Linked DNA regions of Zea mays: region 1 is linked to region 2. A link is a contact called in public Hi-C data. All regions are on one chromosome and are shown on one strand. The core of a region is the stretch at or near the end of the contact, and the rest is flanking DNA. Distances in the headings are between cores, read along the strand shown. Region 1 overlaps LOC100274092 (dolichyl-diphosphooligosaccharide--protein glycosyltransferase 48 kDasubunit). Region 2 has its middle 31 kb from the start of z1B_1.

Region 1 (5,998 bases), core at 3,333-5,832, 300 kb before region 2:
AGCATCTCGATTCCCGAGGAACTGGTCCTCGAGAGCGAGCCACGCCTGGCGCGCAGTGTCCGCCTGGTCGCGGATGATGTCCTGTAGCTCGACGGTGATGGTGCCGTGGAGCCACGAGAGGACGACACTGTCCATGAGGCACCAGGAGCGAGGCGACGGAGTGTCGTGGTCGATGAGGACGTGATCGTCGAGGACGAACCGCCGCAGTGTGAGAAGGACCTGTCCTCGCCAACGGGAGTAGTGGGGAGACGCCGGATCCAACACCACGGACACGAGGGCCCGGATGTTGTGCAGGCCGGCTGCTTGAGCGTGGAGAGCAGCGATGAGGTCGGCGTCGAGGTCAGAGGCGTGGGGGTCCTCTGGGGGCTCCGCATCGGCGAGAGTCGGGTGGCCGAGAAGACGCTGCGTGGTGGCCATCTGGGTGGTCAGAGCAGCGCCCAGGGCACGCTCACGCTCCAGGGCGAGGGAGGCAGCGCGCTCGCGCTCCCGCGAGGTCGTCACAGCGGCCTGGATCGAGGCGAGGGTGCTGACGAGCGGGGGGTCGGTGGTGGGGAGTGTGGAGGGAGCGACACGATGACTCCAGGTGGGTGCAGCGAAGGCGGGGAAGCCCGGCGGGGAGGTGCGACGCAGGGGCAGCGGGGAGGAGGCGTGGAGCGGCTCGAGGCCGGTGATGTAAGGGGCCCCTCCATGGGCGGTCTCGCTGCCGATCGCAGCGGGAACGATGGTGCCGGTGGCGGCAGTGGTGCTGTCGTCCATGGCGGCGGAGTCGCAGGGAAGAGGGGCGCGGCCTGGCCTGGCGCCTGGTCGAGGTGGTGCAGGGACGTCGGGCGCCGCTCCCTGCAGGCCTGGTGCCTGGTCGAGGTGGGACGTCGGGGAAGAGGGAAGACCGGAGGTGGGACGTCGGGCGCCGCACCCAGGGGGAAGGTCGGCGGCGGCGGACGCGCAGGGGCAGAGGCCCTGGGCGCGACGAGCGCGCAGGGGAGGGGCGACGGGATGCGTGGGGAAGACCGGAGGTGGGACGTCGGGCGCCGCACCCAGGGGGAAGGCCGGCGGCGGCGGACGCGCAGGGGCAGAGGCCCTGGGCGCGACGAGCGCGCAGGGGAGGGGCGACGGGATGCGTGGGCAGAGGGGCGCTCCGCGCCTGGGCAGGGGACCGGCGGTGGAGCCGGCGGCTGGGAGGGAGAGGAGGGAGGTCGGCGGTGGGCGCGGACGCTGGCTGGGTGCCGGCGGCCGACGCAGGGGAGAGGAGGGAGAGGAATCGGCGGCAGGGGAGATGAGCCCCTGGCGGCTGCGCAGGGGAGAGGATGCCCCTGGCGGCTGTAGGACAGGAAACAGAAAACCTAAACCTAGACTGATGATACCATGTTGGAAACTGAACCCATGCAGGCCCATTACAGTGAGGGGTGAGACGGTAATTACAACCCAAACCCTAGACTCCTAGACGGGTAGTCTAACAATGGCCGTGGTTGGCTGGCTACGATGGCGGCAGTGTCTTGCCTTGCAGACCCGCCTCCTTCGTAGTCCCCTCCTCGCTGTGTGTTCTGTCGAGGTAGAGGTTGGGGATCCTCCTCGTCGGTCGGTGGTGGATCTCATCCTCCAATGGCGCTTGTAGGTGGAGTCGGATCCCGATCTAGGGTTCCCGTTGGGACAACCAAGTCAAAAATTCGCCTCCGAGGTGGATCGAACCTAGGACCTAGAGGTGCTACTCGGAAGCCTTAACCATTACGCTAGAGGCCCTTTCGCTACACTCTAACAGAATCGAGATATTTTGATATTTGACACCCAAATCACATGCCTTTCATGATTTAACACCGCTATCACAATGACATGTGGGGTCACTATGAGTTATCGACATGTGGGTCAGGGTGTCAAATCCTGAAAGGCACGTGAATTGGGTGTCGAATCTTGAAATTGAGGACACACCCTAACATGAGATATTGGGTGATGTCATATTAAAAAGGATGTTTGAGCATGTTATACTCTTTGCGTTGTAGCATAGATTGCAAAGTTTCATATTGCTGGTTGTTGGATATTTACAAATTATAGTACCACATATCCTGGAACAGAACGAACCTATCATTATTATTTTTACATATTTCTGGAGTTCATTTATTATATGCTATTGTACAGATATGAGAGAGCTGGAAACGAGCAATTTGTGGCAGAGATAAGCAAATGGGTTTTCCATGAGAGGGGACATCTAAAGGTTATATTGCCTTATTATTCCATTATAGTTTTATTTAGGGGATTGATGTTTTTCAAATAAAAGGGATGGTGTAACCTTTGTTGTGTTCATATTCACAGGCTGTTAATGTTAGGCATCACAAGGTTGGGGAGACCAATGAACCAGGCATGTACCGCATTAATGATGACCTGGTAATTCTTTTGCCTTGATGTGTACTTGCTGTTGAGCTATGACAAGTTAAATGTGCTAATATAAAACTCCCCATCCAGGAATACTCTGTTGAGATCTATGAATGGTCCGGAACAAGCTGGAAGCCGTATGTTGCTGATGATGTGCAGCTTCAATTTTTCATGATGAGCCCTTACGTTCTGAAAACTATGTCGACTGACAACAAGGTGCGGACTTACTAAATATGTTTTGTATTAAAATATATTGTGAGACTGACAGATTGCTGTGGCTAAACTATCATGTTCTCCCAATTTAGGGTTTGTATTCAACAACCTTCAAAGTTCCAGATGTTTATGGAGTTTTCCAGTTCAAAGTTGAGTACCAAAGACTGGGATATACTGGTCTGTCTTTTACAAAGCAGGTTAGTCCCCTGACACAATTACTTTACTCAAGCTGCATCCACTTGTATAGTCGTTTTCTGTGACTTTTTCTCATTCGATAATCTGTTTCTGTCTGCTGCAGATTCCAGTACGTCCTTACAGACATAATGAGTATGAGAGATTCATAACATCAGCGTACCCATACTACACCGCCTCATTTTCAACAGTAAGATCTTCCGTATTCTATTCAGTAGACACAATGAAATTGTTTTTTGCATCTTTTACAGCTTCACCTCTATGAGCTTTATCATTAAAATTCACTTGCGTAGATCGTTTCATAGGTTGAATCGTGTATAACTACCTAGCCTTGTTTTTTCTTACGGCCTAGTTTGAATAGATGATAATCCTCTCCAGTCCATATGCATTGGTAGCTATTGACAGGGAAACAAGTCCATTCCCCACTTCAATCCACATGTATTGAGAGAGCATGTAAGCTCTGGATTAGCTCTATGTATCACCTCTCTCATTTCTTCCTCGTTGCAGATGGGTGCTTTCTTCGTATTCTCGTTTGTGTACCTGTACCACAAATAAAGGACTCATGGGAGCGCACAAGTCTCTGGAGGCTGACGTGACCAAGATCTGTGGGCACTGAATGTTGTGCTATAAGCCAAGAGTTACCCGGCGCCAATTTTATGGAACCATGTTTTTGTACTGCCAACTTAGATAACATTTGACGACCGTGACCGCACTCATGGGAAATTTACTCGTGCTAGGATGTTCGATCTGCCCCCACTTCTTTTTTTTCTTTCTTGGACCCTTTCTGATCAGCACTTGTCAGAACGTTTACAGTCTATAGCACTGAAACGTGATTTTGGAAGTACTACACCCCCAGTAATTTTGCACTCGTGCCCAGTTCTGATTTCTGATCCTGGGTGTGGACTTCAAAGTCTGCCTATTATACTTCCGCAATTGTTCGTGTTTATAACCTGGACGCACGTATTTTTTTTCACGGGCTTATTGAACATGATGCTCGAAGAGTGCACTAAACATGCCATGCACGTATTTTTTTTCACGGGCTTGTTGAACATGAATGCTCGAAGAGTGCACTAAACATGCCGCTTCATGTACAGAATTCGAAATTTGTAATGTTATATGAGCATTTTCTCGGGCAGTGGATGCATTTTAGGTGCCGTTTGGTTCACATTTGTCATGTACATTTGTCATGTAATGGGTAATTGATAACGTTAAACCATGTTTATTTAAGTTTAACTGTAATTAGATATCACACTAGAAATTGATAGAATGAAATTGATAGCATTCTATTCAAACTTATTATTGCTAGTACTTGATTGTGAATCATTATTATGTTACATTTTAGTAAACCAAACAACATCTTAATATTTATTGGTCTTCAACAACGTTCTCTAAATTTCATCTTCTAAAAATATATTCACTGTCCTATACACCATACTCTAAAAGATTTCTTTCTCTATATTTCCTCATCTCCAGCAACGTTTACTAAATCCGGTTCTCTATATCTACAGTGATGACAGAAACTATATACTATATTGATTGTTTTGTAATATACATTTAAAAACAAATTTAACCTAGTATGGAAAAATTAAGTAAACTTTTTTTTTGAAATTTGACATTTTTTGATAATCGCATGAGAACGCAATGCGAAAACTGTATGAGTACGTAGAATGTAAAATATTATTTATATTAAAACTATTAAATATGTTTTACAACTACATTTTGACGTGGTGGAGATTTTTTTTGTGTTCACGTGAACCTGAACGTGTGGACCGGCTGCTTTTGCTGTAACCAGAGACACGTACAACGAGCGGCGGGAGGGAATAGGGAGAGAAGCTTTGGGGCCGTTCGGTTGTACAGTAATAAGACAGGATTCGTTTCAGCTCATCAAAATCTATATAAATTAGAGAAGTAATTTCAGTAGAAATCAATCCGAGGCTCCAATCCCTAAAAACCGAACAGAGCCTTAGGCTATTTGCAGCTGTTTCACTGTATTATTTTTTTTGCATCACATCGTCAACATTTTATCTCTTACTTTTCTTACTCCCGCAGCTGTTTCTCCTAAATTCTCTCATTATACCTCACTTCAACCATAAAATATCATTTTTTATACCTATCTATCATCATTTATCTATTTTTCTCCAACTAACAACTCCTGATATGCACGCAGATATAGATGGCCAAATGGGCCGTGCCTAACGGGCCGGCCCGAAGCACGGCCCGTTTAATAGTGCCGGGCCCGGCCCGGTACGAGAACCGTGCCGTGCTTGGGCCGCTGTCTCGGCCCGCAGTGCTGGCCCGGCCCGGCACGATTATATATTTTTTATTTTATAAAACATAGTATATATATATTTACATTTTATATTAGCTATTTACAACAAACGCACTTGAGTTATACTGGTTAGTGTCCTTCAGTTAAGCGTTTCAGCCTCATAGAGTGAGGTTGCGGGTTCAAATCCTCACAAAAACATGGTTTTTTTGCTATTTCCTTGAATTAATGGGAGAACGTGACCAGTTAAACGGGCCGGCCCGGCACGACCACCAGGCCGCCGTGCCGTGCCTGGGCCGCGGTTGCGGCACGCGGGCCGGCCGGGCACGGCCCGATTAACCGTCGGGCCTGACGGGCCCGTGCCGTGCCGGGCCGGGCCGCCCGTTTGGGCATCTCTACACGCAGATCCACGCTAGGGGCGTGCTGCTGCTCCCCTGCTTCTGGCAGTGTCATGTGGTTTCCGTCACCACTGTAGCGCGTAGAGGATGATTTGACGGCTATCATTGCAGCAAAAAAAAGTCCCCTAAAGGGGAGGGAGTGGCCGGCGGGAGCCGTTGCATGCAGTCTTAGGGAACGGTCAGAAGTGTGTTAGGTTTAGGGGACGAGAATAACAATCTCTATTTTACCGAACCTTTTATAAGTTATTGATGGAAGCTTTGCGAACAACGAGAAACATTTTATAATTAGCGTACCGAATGCTTTAATGTATCTGATGCTAAACTCACATTGTAAATTGTCATTTGGATAAAAGTTACCGTACACATTTTTATCGTTTAATAGCATGTTTACATTTTGTGCGTAGCCTATAGAGCCAATTTCGTTCTCCCCCTTTAACTAGCAACAAATCTGGATAGAAGATTGGAAGATCTATATCTCCCTGCTCCCCTTCCTTTTTTTTGCAGATCGGCCTATGGCCTGACGACCTATGATAGTAAGGTGCTGTTTGGTTCATCCAAACCAGAG
Region 2 (5,497 bases), core at 2,911-5,410:
TGTGATTGTTGTCCTTCACCGGAGTAGGTAAACACTTGGGTGACATTTATTTCGGAGGCCTAGTCTCCTAGAACTCGTGCACATAAGTGCTGGAATGTAGTGCTCGTGTGACAACTGGGTTGTGATAGAAAAGCGAACCAAGAGCAAATTTTAGGATGGGATTTCGATAGGTAAGTCAGGAAAGCTGAACAGTCAGGGAGACACCAGAGGATGGGAGACCTCAAAGGGCACAAGAAATCAGAGGTCAGGTAACTATTTGTCATCAAACATATGACTTCTAAAGTTAAGTTCTGAAACTCCAAGTGCTACATTTAGAAACTGATCCACAGTTTGTGTACCCAACCAAAACAACGCTACCCTACAATATGACCATGACTATGATGGTGGTGTGCCATGCCACGTCATGCCTCACCTTGCCGCCGGTGGGGCGCACAGGTGTGACACATTTACTATTTCCTGAACCACTCATGTTACCATGAAAGTGTGACTGTTTTCCAAAGAATAAATGTGATACTTGCCATATGACCAGTGCTATACAAATAGGCTGGTAGCCTCGGATAGAAAGTGATCATATATACTAACAAGGAGCATTAACTATGGGATATTGTAATACGCTGAATTTGGGGTATAAAATTATCTACCAAATTCAGGTGTTACCGTCTCTTTACTTGCTTTTCTTTTCTTTTTTCTAAATAATGGAGAGTTATTTTGTAATATATTGGCGTAAGCCTAGTGAGGTAGGCCCTAGAGGTGTTTTGATTGTTGCATTCATAACGTTGCACAGTGTTTATGAGTGCAAAAAGTTTTCGAAACATGTTAAAATATCTCGAGAATGTTTCCAAGAGTTTTTGGGTCCTTCCGAACATTTCTTAGTATTAAATATGAAACAAATTTTCTAATATTATTTTAATCTCTAAAATTTAGTGTTTACCGAAATATTCCGAGAACCCAATAATATTATATATATATATATATATATATATATATATATATATATATATATATATATATATATATATATATATATATATATTCCTCTCGATGATTGCGTTATAGATCACGTATCCTTTCCTCGAGATCGTGAAATCGCTTCCCGTCGCGTGAACGGTGTGCCGCTCGTGTATGCAACACCCCGTCAATCTCAACATCTAATCTTGTCTATCTTTGTGTCTATCCCTATCTCCCCCGATATCTACCCTATCTACCCCCTCCTCTCTGCAGCTACCTTTGTCTACCTTCATCAATCTCGCACCTCACCTCGCCTCGTCACGCACACCGACGAATTCGGCAACTGCCTCCTCTCTCCCCTATGGTGCCTGCAAAAAGGAAAGTTGTCTCCCTTTAATATATGGGAACGTATCTGGTGCTCAAAGGATATGGTGCTCACGTGCACATTTTAAATCTGGAACGTACATCCAACATCTAACAGAAGCATCAATTTTACAAAGTACCTCTTTCACCTTCCTTACTTGGTGAGAGGGGTTCTTAATCAAATTAACTGTAGCCACATCCAGATGTGAGATAGATGTCTCAGATTTAAAATGTGCACTTGAACACCGTACCCCTTTAGAGCTGATTTGGTGACCCGGATCCCGGGAGAATTGGAGGAGATTGAAGGGGAAATTAGTTCATTTTCCCCTCAACCCCCTCCAATCCTCCCGTGATCCACTTGTCACCAAATCAGCCCTTAAGCACCAGATATGTATATGTCCCTTAATATATACAGACTCCCCAACCCCTACGCACTCACAACTCCTTTTCTTCCCCTATGCCGCACAACTTTCTTCCCATGCGATGCGCCGCCGTCGCCCATGGACTAGCAGCCTGATCAGGCATCGTCGAGCCTTGCCGACGTCCTCGATCACGACGTCCCGCGCGCACCAATGTTCGTGCTCTGCTCTTCCACTCTATATCCCCATGGACATCGCTGATGTGCTAGCCGGCGATCCCCAACCAGCCCTATCTTGTTCCCGGTTGCGAGCGTGGTGCTAAGCCATGGAATTGCTGTCACCCGCACCTTCTCTGTCTCCGCCGAGCTGCCTGGTCACATGCATCTGCCCGCGCCGCCTCATCTTCCCGGCCGGCAAGCCCCCAACCGCTCGTGCCCCCTCTTGTGTGTGTCCCTACCGGCCCGCGCCACTACGAGATACGCCGCCACCGCTCTGCCATGGCTGCGCGTCACCGCACGTGCCTCCTGGCCGCGGCAGCCGCTTGCTCCGGCGAGGCCACGCGCCTGCCTGCTCCAGCGTGGATGAGCGCCACCCCCACGCTGGTCCTCGCTCCCTACTGCGTATGCCTCCTAGCCGAGCGGTGCGGCATAGCCATGGCGCCCTGCGTGCCGCGCTTCCCCGTGCCCTTGCCCCAGCCTCGCCACCGGCCAAGGGCGGCAGCCAACGCCTCCGCATGCCTATGCTCGACGGCGCTGCCAGCCGCCAGCCCCCTAGACAATCCCCACACGCGTGCCTAGGAACTGTCGTGCGTGCAGTTGCAGTTTGGGAGAGAATCATGCGTGACTGCGTGAGTGGCTGTGTGGAGGAGAGAGGAGGTTGTGCCACGTTTGATCCACTGTATCAGATTGTCTGCAGCCGCATTTCCTGTAGCCCTAGGTGTGGTCAGCCTTCGGCCAATCAGATTGAGCCACATTGCTCAATTCATTAAAACTCGGTATCTTTTGCATTAAACATCCGTTTTGCCCCGTTCAAATTGCGTATGCTTTATTATTGTTGTAAACTGTTGCAGTGCTTAGTGGCAAAACTAGTGGAGAGAGAAACAGAGAGAATGAAATGACAGAGTAACTGTTGTCTTTATTGTAGATAGGATTGTTTATATACAGGGATGCAGTGTCTCTCAAGGAGTGTGTCCCTTGGGAGAAAACTGCCAGGGGAGGAGTTGATCACTTTGTACACAATATTTTGTAATACTCCCCCTTGATCAATCCAAGTCCATTTGATAATCTACAATTTATCCTCCAAAATATTATCTCCTTAAAAACCCTGAGGGAAAAATAAGGAGTACACATTGTCTTTTGAATAATGAGATAATCTCACTTGAACAACAATTAAAACAATAGTATCATTGGAACATGGTAATAATGTAATATTAATGCCAAAACCAGATAGAGCAATAGCATAACTACCCAAAAGTTCAGTGGTAAATAAGGTGTGAGATAAACAAGTCTAGGAAAATCTATTAGGTCCCATCAGATTAACCTGAGCATGTCACAGTGATTGACAAAAACATTATTGGGTAAAGAAAAGTGATCAAGGGCACAACTTGCCTTAGACATGAGATTCCAGGTACCAACTTAGTCTTCAGATGACTCGTAACCTCGCTGCTAGTCGTAGCAATACACACAAACATGGTATAGGCAAAAATTAACATCACTCCAAACATGAGAACAAACTACATAATAATATCCTACGCATCGTAATGAAAATCTAGGTTCAACAAACACTAAAATCGGAGTTACGGTTATAAAGTTATGATTTTCATAAGTTTTATGTGATCGAATATGAAAACTATGTCTATGTTGATTAATGAATCATGTGAGAAAGATATTCCTAAGAAACCATTAATTTAATTCTAATCCAAGTTATAACTTGATTAGAAGACATATTTTAGCTAAATCATAACTAGGGACTGAAAACATTACTTTAATTCTAATTAGAGAAGTTAATCCGATGAACCTAGGGTAAACATATTAATTATTTAAAAACGTGTTACATGATAAAGTAGGGTTACTAATGTGTAGATAATTTTATTACGAAGCTAACGCAATTTGGAGGGATTAAATCGGAGTTAAAACGTGGAAGTTATAAATTTTCCAGGCTTTTTGGATTATTTCAACACTAAAAATCATTTTCGGATCTAATTTATTAATAATCCATATTTAATGGACTGCAGTGCCTATTGTTTAAAAGCCCAAGGTCAAATCCGTAAAGTTTTGGACTGATATGCAATTTATTTTTCAATGTGTTTGGACGGCGGGTTCAATTGTAGAGAAGGGCAGGGGCTAAATTGCATACTATCCGGGTTGAAGGGGTATGGTTATTACTCGACCGTTGGATCACCAATCTACGGATCGGATTAGATCATAGCCTTCACGAACCGGTACGCAGTCAGTGTCCTCCGATCCAGATCGAACGACGCATATTCAATAGGTCGAAGGGGTACGCTCAAACTAATCTCAACCGCTCTCTCCCGATCGGACGGTGCAGATTCCATACCCCAACCAGTAACGGAAGAATTTAATCCTAGCCGCACTACAGAAGATCAACGGTCCAGATGTCGACATCCATCTCGCTGAACATAGCAGCGGCGCAGAGACCCGACCACAAGTCCCCGACGAGGGCCAATGCGCGAATGCCCAACGACGGATCATCTCTCTGCTCTCTCTCGGTCGCTCTCACCTGCCCGTGTGTTCTTGGCTTGGGTTGCTACGACGATTAGATTCAATGGACGAGGAGATTATGGAGGGGCGGTTTTTATTATATTCCGGATTTGAGGAAAGGCCGATTGGTGTCAGGCTGGATCGGGACCCCATGAACTCCGGTGGCTGTTTGCAAACGGGTACAAGCGTGGAGAAAAACCTGATGAGCCGGCCCCACACGTCGGAGATCCCCCCAGAATAATAGATTTCTGGTGTGCGGGACTGGGGCTCTGCCACGGAATCGAGGCACACACATTATCCCGAGCGGCCCGTGCGGGGTGAAGAAGACCGATCCGATAGGATGGCCCCACAACACAGTGGCTAACGCAGCATCGTGGAAGAGAGAACCTGGACTATGGTCCCTACCTGTTCGACACACCGGTCCGAGAGTTCGCGTCAGGCGTGAGGCCGACCAGCGGGGTCCACACAGCGGTGACGCAAGGCGCGCGGGTGTGTTTGCTGGCGGGCCGCGCGCGTAAGAGCGGGAATGGGCCGGGTGAAGCTAGTGGGCCGAGCCAAGGAATTCAGCCCAACAGCAGGGATTTGTTCCTTTTCTTTTCTTTTCCTATTTTCATTTTGATTTACAAATTTCAAATTCAAATCCGAGCTAAGGTTTCAAAATTCAAATTTAATACACAATCAAAATATCTAGCATGAATGCGAAATTTAAGTTTATTTATTTATTTCTTATTTAAATGAATGCCTCTGGATATACATTTAGTAAAGGAGATATTTACCCAATAGCAAATATTTATCAAGAGTTACTAAAAAATAGTACTTGAAGGAAAATAATCCATTCTAACAAATTTAAACTATTTTTATTATTTATTTCTTATAACTTACAAACTGAATTTATGTTTCTATTTTATTTTAACTGACATTGTTTTAATATTAATATTTATTTTTTTAAAAAATCCATAGTATAATTATTTATTAGGACACTTTCCTTTGATTTCTTTTACTAATCGCAAAAATCAGAATTTTGAGTGTTACATCTCCGAATTGTTATTTATTCAATATATTATGTGTCACATGTTTTATTTAATTAATTAATCATTAATTTGTCTA

The links. Hi-C and Micro-C count contacts between places; a contact is called where the count stands out from the background.
Region 1: a contact with region 2 is called in a Hi-C map of tassel, with 4 times the contacts expected there. The contact joins two enhancer-like sites. A contact is called at or near these places in 3 of 25 Hi-C or Micro-C datasets (endosperm, leaf and tassel) and 1 of 3 datasets of contacts at active chromatin or transcription factors (leaf).

Annotation. Positions count from the first base shown.
Region 1 is chr7:19,598,920-19,604,917 of Zm-B73-REFERENCE-NAM-5.0, reverse strand. It overlaps LOC100274092 (dolichyl-diphosphooligosaccharide--protein glycosyltransferase 48 kDasubunit), which reads left to right. Exons shown (of 13, transcript NM_001148471.1): 8 at 2,131-2,206; 9 at 2,305-2,376; 10 at 2,455-2,580; 11 at 2,670-2,774; 12 at 2,876-2,959; 13 at 3,277-3,634. The coding sequence ends at 3,324. Among protein-coding and RNA genes, the nearest start is that of LOC100274092, 11 kb to the left of the region's middle. Within about 2 kb of position 4,582, at least 6 of the 20 cell types and tissues checked have an H3K27ac peak or open chromatin away from gene starts, as enhancers often do. A contact at or near this core is called in leaf and tassel, where this site is marked.
Region 2 is chr7:19,298,259-19,303,755 of Zm-B73-REFERENCE-NAM-5.0, reverse strand. No RefSeq gene overlaps it. Among protein-coding and RNA genes, the nearest start is that of z1B_1, 31 kb to the right of the region's middle. Within about 2 kb of position 4,160, at least 18 of the 20 cell types and tissues checked have an H3K27ac peak or open chromatin away from gene starts, as enhancers often do. A contact at or near this core is called in leaf and tassel, where this site is marked.